Linked DNA regions of Danio rerio: region 1 is linked to region 2. Evidence: chromatin contacts called from public HiCAR-type data. All regions are on one chromosome and are shown on one strand. The core of a region is the stretch at or near the end of the contact, and the rest is flanking DNA. Distances in the headings are between cores, read along the strand shown. Region 1 holds the start of dusp26 (dual specificity phosphatase 26). Region 2 holds the start of pargl (poly (ADP-ribose) glycohydrolase, like).

The links. HiCAR-type assays count read pairs that join an accessible place to other places.
Region 1: a contact with region 2 is called in a HiCAR-type map of caudal fin, with 14 times the contacts expected there. The contact joins the promoter of dusp26 here to the promoter of pargl in region 2. A contact is called at or near these places in 1 of 18 Hi-C or Micro-C datasets (an unstated tissue) and 2 of 4 datasets of contacts at active chromatin or transcription factors (caudal fin and embryo).

Annotation. Positions count from the first base shown.
Region 1 is chr10:50,500,000-50,504,243 of GRCz12tu, reverse strand. It overlaps dusp26 (dual specificity phosphatase 26), which reads left to right and starts at 2,541. Exons shown (of 4, transcript XM_694337.8): 1 at 2,541-2,752.
Region 2 is chr10:50,330,415-50,334,845 of GRCz12tu, reverse strand. It overlaps pargl (poly (ADP-ribose) glycohydrolase, like), which reads left to right and starts at 1,557. Exons shown (of 17, transcript XM_001338221.9): 1 at 1,557-1,882.

The DNA.
Region 1 (4,244 bases), core at 1,292-3,791, 170 kb before region 2:
AAAATAATGATAATGCAACAAATCAGAAGGATATTTTGTTTTTAATCAAGTTTTTTAAATGTTTTGGGATGTTAGTTCATTTCTGCAACTATAGATTTGTTCATTTTATTAACACCAACTCTCACAGTAACGTAAAACCATAATTATACCAAGTTTTATTCATATTATTTATTAATTTACCCATTAAATTGTATTTTATTAACGTCTACTCCTACCACAATATTGGTATTAATATTAATAATAATATATATTAATATTAAATAATGATTATACAGAGTATTATTCTTATTATTTCTTAAATTACCCAATAAATTGTAACTTATGATCATCTACCACTACCCCAACCCTAAACCTCACAGTAATGTAGAAACAGTAATTATACTGAGTATTGTTCATATGTTTATCAAATTACCCAACAGTTGTTTTTTATTAACGTCTACCCCTCCCTCAACCATAATGTAAAATCAGTGACTATACAGAGTATTATTCATACTGTTTATTAAATTACCAATTAAACTGTGTTTTATTAGCATGTAACCCTAACCGCAAACCTTACTCTCAAAAGAGTCACAAAATGCACACATGCGCAGTGAGTCCAGCTGTGGACAGGTGTTTGGCTTTCTTTGGCGGCCTCTAGTGGCCAGATCGGGATATTGATGTTATCAGAATCAGAAATGAGCTTCATTCGCCAAGTGACTTGTTTGTGTTACAGGAGCTCAGGGTACATGCATATAAGCACAAGGGGACACACATTTAAATAAGTGGAAAATAAAGTAAACTATAATTATACATACAGCATTTGTTTGCAGTTGTACTGTCAAATCCCTTTGGGACAGATTGTGTGAGTGGTTGAAGATGGAAAATGTAATACCTGCCCGCTCTGACTATCACATTGCTTAATTTGGTAATGTATGAAAAATAAATGGATTGTTTTGTTTTCTGTTGCAATAATATGTTGATTGTAGCAATTTATATTCACAAATGTGGATATTAAAATGTAAAAGTTTGTAAAGTTATTGAGTGTACGCCTAATTTAAGAACATATATGAATATCATGAATCTTTCTACCTATCATTAAATAACTGCTAAAACAACGGTGCTGCACAAATAAAAACAATGTTATTATCATAAGCAGAACTCTTTGACTGACGATATTAGTTTTCATTTATTTTCCTTAGTTTTTCATTCATTCATGTTTCCTTCAGCTAGTCCATTTATTCATCAGAGGTTGCCACAGTGGAATGAACTGCTAACTATTCCAGTATGTTTTACACAGCGGATACCCTTCCAGCTGCAACCCAGTACTGGGAAACACCCATACACTCCATAAACGCAATGTGAATTTGTGATCCCTGAGCTTATGAGGGTTTACATATTTAAAAAGACCAGCCACAATTGAAAAATCACAGTATCTGTGCCCCAATTCTCATGCTGTCCATCCTAAATAGTATTTGAGAGTAGAAATAGCGTGTGTCCAGTAGTATGTTGAAAAGAAGAGATGATCCCAAGGCTTCCACATTCCTGGACCAGGCCGTAGCAGCTGCTGTGATGGTCATGGAGGAGAGCCTGAGACTGATTCCTGTGATGCTCCAGGGACAGCCGAGTCTTCGCTGACGTCCTGTGTTCTCCAGCCTCCGGCGCCTAGACTGCAGCTCTCCACAAGACATTTTGCCATACGATAGGAGAAATGGTCGAGCTAACTGAGCCTGGTTTCGTCCAGAGGTTTTTTCCTTCACTCTGGTCCATTGGTGAAATTTGTTCCTTGCCTCTGTCGCCACTTACTTGCAAAGTCCGGGACTTCTAGAGCTGCGCATAACTGAATTACTCTTCAGTGTTTGGACTCTCAGCAGTGAATATTAAAACATATTGAACTGAACTGAGCTAATCTAAACTGAACTGAACTGAACTTAAACTCTGAAAACTGAACTGTTTCAATGTATAATCTTATATGTGAAGCTGCTTTGACACAATCTTGTAAAAGCGCTATACAAATAAAGGTGAATTGAACTGAACTGAAAAGAGAATGCCAAGCTCCCTGGAGGCTCTACTATTATCTGTAGAACATATTGGACGAAATTCAGTTAAAAAGTGTAAACAAACTACAAACATGGCGGACGCGCGAGACCAACCGTCAAGGGTGAAGATGTTTGAATGACTTTTATCTAGCCAACTGGAGAATATTAAATTACATTTTCCGTGTGATTTTTCATCTGCAACAACAATGTGAACTTCTATAAAGAAGTGTTTGGTTAATATCCTCTGAATATATAATTCTGGAAACACCTGAGGAGATTTTTCTTCATGACAGACTCGCGAACGGCAGATAAACCAAATCTACAGTAGGATGACATTAACAATAATGTAATGTAGGTAAATGTAGTTTGTTCCAATGTTTGAATACTCTTTCACACACTCTAAAGTGTATACTTATTAATCCTAAAATGTAACGATACATATTTTTAGGACGTAGACGCGTAAACATTCGGGAATGATCGCGCGCGTTCTCGGGCTAACATCTGCAAGAGTGTGTGCGGGTGCACAAGAGTGTGCGCGCGTGCACCCGCAGAGGCGCGTGCACAAACAAGGATCACTCCAGTGCTTCACAACAGCAGCAGCAATAATACACTAATATCTGTCATCTGTGTAGTATTTTTACAGTAACATCAGCGCGCGGCTGTTGGCAGCTCGAAATCTCATGCATCTGGATTATTCAGCAAACATCAGATCTGCAGAAACATCGCGTGTGTGTGAGGTAAGACGCACACAAGGCTGGATCTGAATTAAACACACTACATGTTTCTCTGTAAGCGTCGTTTTATCCACATTTCTTCAGCAATATCTCATGCAGGAGGATCTTTTCCCAATCCAGATGCTGCCATTTTGTTTGTTTCTCTAACATGGCTCTGATCGCTCGTTTCAGCAGATGCCACTTTAATATAACTGTACGCGACTTTACACCATTCAAATACACATAGTATCGGCTATATTCGATTAATATAAATGATTGTTAATTTATAAATAAGTTAATTGTTTAATATATGTTATATATATCATAAATGAGTCTCAGATCTCTCGTTTACAGTAATATTTTGCTCCTGGATGCTTCATCTGTGCAGATACATTAGATAAAGACAATGCTGATGAATTAATCTAACTGAAACACTGATTACAGTCTAAAAATGACTACACACAGATTCATATGTTAGGGGAAAATATTAAATTGCATTGTAGAAAACAAGAAAATTCAAGATAAACATAAATAATGTATTCAATTTAGGTAAAATGTGTAGTTTATATTTATATATATATATTTGGAATAACTGATTTGAATTTAAATCCAAAATCTTTTTGGTTTGCTGACCAAACTCGTTTTAATCGATATATGCCTGTTTAATAAGACAGATTTGTTTAATTGCAGAACAATATTCAGCTGTGTGGTTCCAGAAGTAAAATCTCCATTCATTTTCTCCATATTGATTTTATTTTTTCTTAGTGGCTGCTAAATCTGACAGATGGGTTTTTAAAACATTATTAGCGGAATTTGTGCATTTTCAGTACCTATGATGCTGTACAGGCAATCCACCAATCAGAGTCACATGCTGCATCCCAGTTCGCCTACTAGACTGTGTCTTTAAGAAAGTGCATACTTTTGAGTGTGTAACAGAGGAGTGTGCAAGCATTGAGACAAACTACTTGCTCATTAGCATACCGTTCTGTTGCTTAGTTACGAGCTGTCAATCATCTCAATGCATCATTCACATTTCTGTCATAATTAATGTCCTATTGTATATCATCATCATCATCAGCAGCAGCAGCAGCAGCAGGTTAATCTGCCGAGTCTGTCATGCTGAGAAATCTCCTCAGTGTTTGGATAATTCTGCATTCAGAAGTGAATGTCCTTTATAGAAGCTCACATTGCTGCTGCAGATGAAATATCACACTGAAAATGTGATTTAAATATTCTCCAGTAGGCTATATATTCATTAATAATCATTCAAACAACTTTACCGAAGCCTCTCTACTTGACATTTGGTCTTGTGCATCCGCCATGTTTGTAGTTTGTTTACACTTTTTACCTGCGTTTGTAGTTCTCAAATTCAGTCAAATGTGCAGTGTATTATGGGTAATATCAGTAATTAGAGTACAGACACTTCTACACTTGACATTTCTACTCTGCAGTTTGCAGCGCACTATTTCTGTTTTCCAATACTATTTAGGATGGATAGTATGCAAATCGGGACGCA
Region 2 (4,431 bases), core at 308-2,807:
ATTTGAGGTTGCCACAGTGGAATGAATCACCAATATATGCAGCATATATGTTTTATACAGCAGATGCCCTTCCAGCCGTAAATTATTACTGTGAAACATCTATACACACTCATTTACACACACACACACACACACACACACACACACACACACACACACACACACTCCGGACAATTTAGTTGATCAGTTCCCCTATAGCGCATGTGTTTGGACTGTGGGGGAAACCGGAGCACCCGAAAACCCACACCAACACGGGGAGAACATGCAAACTCCACACAGAAACACCAACTGACCCAGCTGAGACTCAAACCAGAGACCTTCTTGCTTTGAGGTGAATGAGCCATCATCTTAAAGGCACAGTTCACTTAAAAATGACATATTCCTCACTATTTATTGACTATTGAAAACCGGTAACCATTGACTTCAGTAGTAACAACACATTATGACAACGTTTGTTGTTCCTATAAATATCTATTTTGTGTTAAACAGACAAAAAGAAAGTCAGACAGGTTTGTAACAAACTGGAGGAAGAGTAAATGACGACATATTTGATTTATTTATTGATTTATTTATTTATTCATGTACTGTCCCTTTAAGTGAACTGAACGTCAATGCGGACACCAAATACCTCATTAGTTACGCTTTTTTTTCTTTTTAAAGTTGATGATTAAACTGTGGAGTTTGGCGCCCTCTTGTGCTTAATAAAGACAACTGTCACAAAAAGTGTGCTCCTCTGTCAGATCTGTGAGTGAATGATTATTATGAATATTAATAAGTAAGCGCTGACGTTGCTAGGAAACCCGTCTGGATCACTTTGCTAAGGGGTTTATGTTGGCTGTTGCTAAAAGGGATACAGCTACGGCCTGAAGTTAATAATTTATATTATTTATTCAATTAACAGTAAACTGTATTTTATTCACGTCTATTCCAACCCCGACTGTAAACCCAACCCTCAGAGTAATGTAAATCAGTAATTATTGATGTACAGAGACACAAAAAATATGCTAGAAAGGTGATATCTTCCCCAGAGATGGGTTGCAGCTGGAAGGGCATCAGCTGCGTAAAAACATGCTGGATAAGTTGTCGGTTCATTCCGCTGTGGCGACCCCGATAATTAAAGGGACTAAAGCTGTATCCCTTCTAGACTTTGCAAAGCTGATCTGGGGGTCTGTGGAAATATTGTAGGAAAAAACATAAACTAAATAGTTGATAAATAAATCATTTAATTACTTTTACTAAAAATGTAAGTTAAGTAGTGTATGTGTGTGTGAATGACAGTGTATGGGTGTTTCCCAGTAATGGGTTGCAGCTGGAAGGGCATCCACTGCATAAAAAAAATGCTGGATAATTTGGCGGTTCATTCCACTGTGGCGATCCGGATTAATAAAGAGACTAAGCTGAAGAGGAAATGAATGAATGAATGAACTCTGGTTAACTATCGGCCGCAGCTGTATCCCTTCTAGTAACAGCCCCACCTGGTGGCTGAAAAGGGAAATAAAATTGCGTCACGTGACGAAAGGCTGGAGATAAATAAAAAAAGGCTGATCAGTGAATCTGTTAGAGCAGGAAAACACAATGGCGGAGTGTGTGTTCAGCAAGAGCTGCTGATCTGGACTCACTTTCACTTTGAGCTTCAGAGAAACGACACACACACATACACACACCGATATCAGCAGCGCGGACAGACACACACCCATACACACCCACCCACACCTACACACACACACACACACACACACTGGACAGGTGAGTTCATCTGTTACCTGTAGAGTGTACAGCGAGTTTACAGTGGAGCTGGAGTGAGTTGCTGTTTGACTGAACTCAGTTTCAGCAAAACCGAAAGTGAAAGCGACACCAGGACACACAGCATCAGCGCACTACAGTGAGTATATAAAGTATTCATTTACAACACAGACCAGACGATATGTACTATTTCAACACGTTTCCCTGTCGTGCTGTTAATCATGATGTGTTTATAGAGCTTTCTCTAATTTACCTCCTGCTGTTATTCACTTTATAAACGCGTCATGCCTTTCCGTGCTCGTGATTTTCTGTTGTTGTCGGTTACGCTGTTTACGTTAATAAATAAGGAGTACACGCAGAAAGGCGATATTCACGCAAAACTGAGATCCCCTAAGATTTCTGGGATAGGCCTACGTGTAAGAAAATACCATAGTAAGTTATAGTAAATGTATAGCGTCTTGAAACATGGTACAGTAAAGTGTATTGACTGATTTGTTTGGGTTACGCTTCTTGCGTTAATGTAAATAAAACACGGAAAGATCACTTTATAGTATTTTTTTAATCATACTAAAGTGTGTGTTATACTGTACATATAATATTTACAACTCGTTGAGCTTACTGTAGTATTAGTGAACTCATAAACTGTACCCAGATAGCAGGCAGTAATCGGCCCGAGCTCGGCTGCCCTCCGGCCCCTCCGGCTCCGACTCGGCATCGGCGAGTGTTATCCGGGCCGAGTGCGGCCCGCACCTCGCTCGCGCACATGCGGCTGTGATGCGGCTGTAAAGCACTGGCCCGATTCCGGTCAACCATATCCGGTCCGAGTCTGTCTGTAGAGTCCTGGCCGCTTCTGGCAAGGACTCGGCTGAAGGCAACCGATTAAGTTCTTATTTTATCTAGTAATCTGTTAGCTCCACGTTTAATGATAATTTGAGAAAATATTCATGGTACGATAGCAAAAAAAAAAAAAGAATATTTAGTGTGGATGGTCTCAATGTTTAGACGCAAACAAAACAATATTATTTATAAATAGATTATACATGTCATCCAGAGAAAAACTATGTAAAATTCGCTTATTTTTGAGATAGCACGCTCCTGTGCTGACTGTTTTTTTTTTAAAGCAGAAGTTGGTTTCATAATAAACACATGCGTTACTAAACTCATGATCCAAACTCCAATCCAGACGGTGGCGGTAATGCTCCAACAAGCTGGTTGTCAACCACCATGGCACGAAGATCACAAGAAGAAAAAGTTTGATTTTTCAAAGATTCCATGTGGATTCCGGTCAGAAAGGTAAGCTTTTTACTGCTTGTGTACTGTATAATTAGCGAATTTAGAGCTTAAAACATTTCCACGGTGTTTGGTTGTAACAGCGTTTAGTAATTTAAAACAGTTTGATACGAAATGTAACTTGCTTTAAGAAACACGACTGGAGCTAATGTATGCTAACGCTAACAGTTACAAACACGTCTGAAAGTTCCTTTTCCTTTTACACAATGTTAGATTGTAACGTGTGTAGTAACTGAAAACTATTTTAATTATTTTAAAGAAACATGAAACGAATTTGTGTGTATGCTAACTTTGCGTTAAAGAAAGTTTCTGTAGACTAATCCATTAACTAACAAGGCAAAACGTGTTTTTTTCCTGATTTAACATTATAAAGTACCGTGGATGTTGAAAAAATCATTGTACAGGCGTATACTTATCCAACAGTATTAATTCTGTGATTATGTGTAATTAAAAACGAATTAATTTATAAAATATTATTGTTTATCTTGTTTATGCAGTTAGTCACGAAAAATGATTGAAACTCGACTGTTTACTATTCTCTTTAAATTATCCAAGAGAAATATATTACTCTGCACTTTAATTCATATGTGTTAGCCTATGTGAATCAATTATATCTTTTGTTCAAGCTGTAATGGTCAGTTAATGTAAAACTGAACGTCTTAAAGCAGATTTTGATGTTTTTTTTATGTTATTGACAGTGATAAATTCTGATTTAAATGAATGGGTAACAATATTTGTTGGTTAAGTCTTATTGTTCTTGTTTAACAAAGGTTAGTGAGATCATTTTGCAGCACATCACGACCAAAGAAGTCAATGGCACGCTCTTTTGAACGTGAATAGGCATGTTATAGTTGTGTGCTAAAAGTCCATTATAAGCTGTAAACTGCTGATATATTTTCAACATAGATTGAGCTTTTCAGAGTTACATTACTAATTGCTTCACAAACAGCTGAAATAGTCTATTGTTATTGGCTATCATCATCAAACATTTTTCACAATGGTAGGTTAATCTTCATGGGTACAGAATAATGCATGTGCTTGACCATCTTACAAATCTATGTCTCAGATTCATAAGGCTGTCACTCTGCATGAATCTCCGAATAAATCTTGTGCAACCTTCTGTGTACTGATTATTTAAACTATAGGTATTATATGCATTAATTAACTTTGATAGTATTTTAGGATTTGAACTTTTCTTTACGGGAGGTTAACAACAATGTGATGTTTCATTATAGATGCATATGAGGAAGCTCGACTCAAACATCCAACATCCAACCCAACTGTGATTTCTGACTGGTAGACAGATGAGGATGATGATCGCCTGTCATACATCTAAAGACAGAACAGGTTTGTTTGCAATTATTTTAAACACATACTGTCAACATTATGTCATTGATC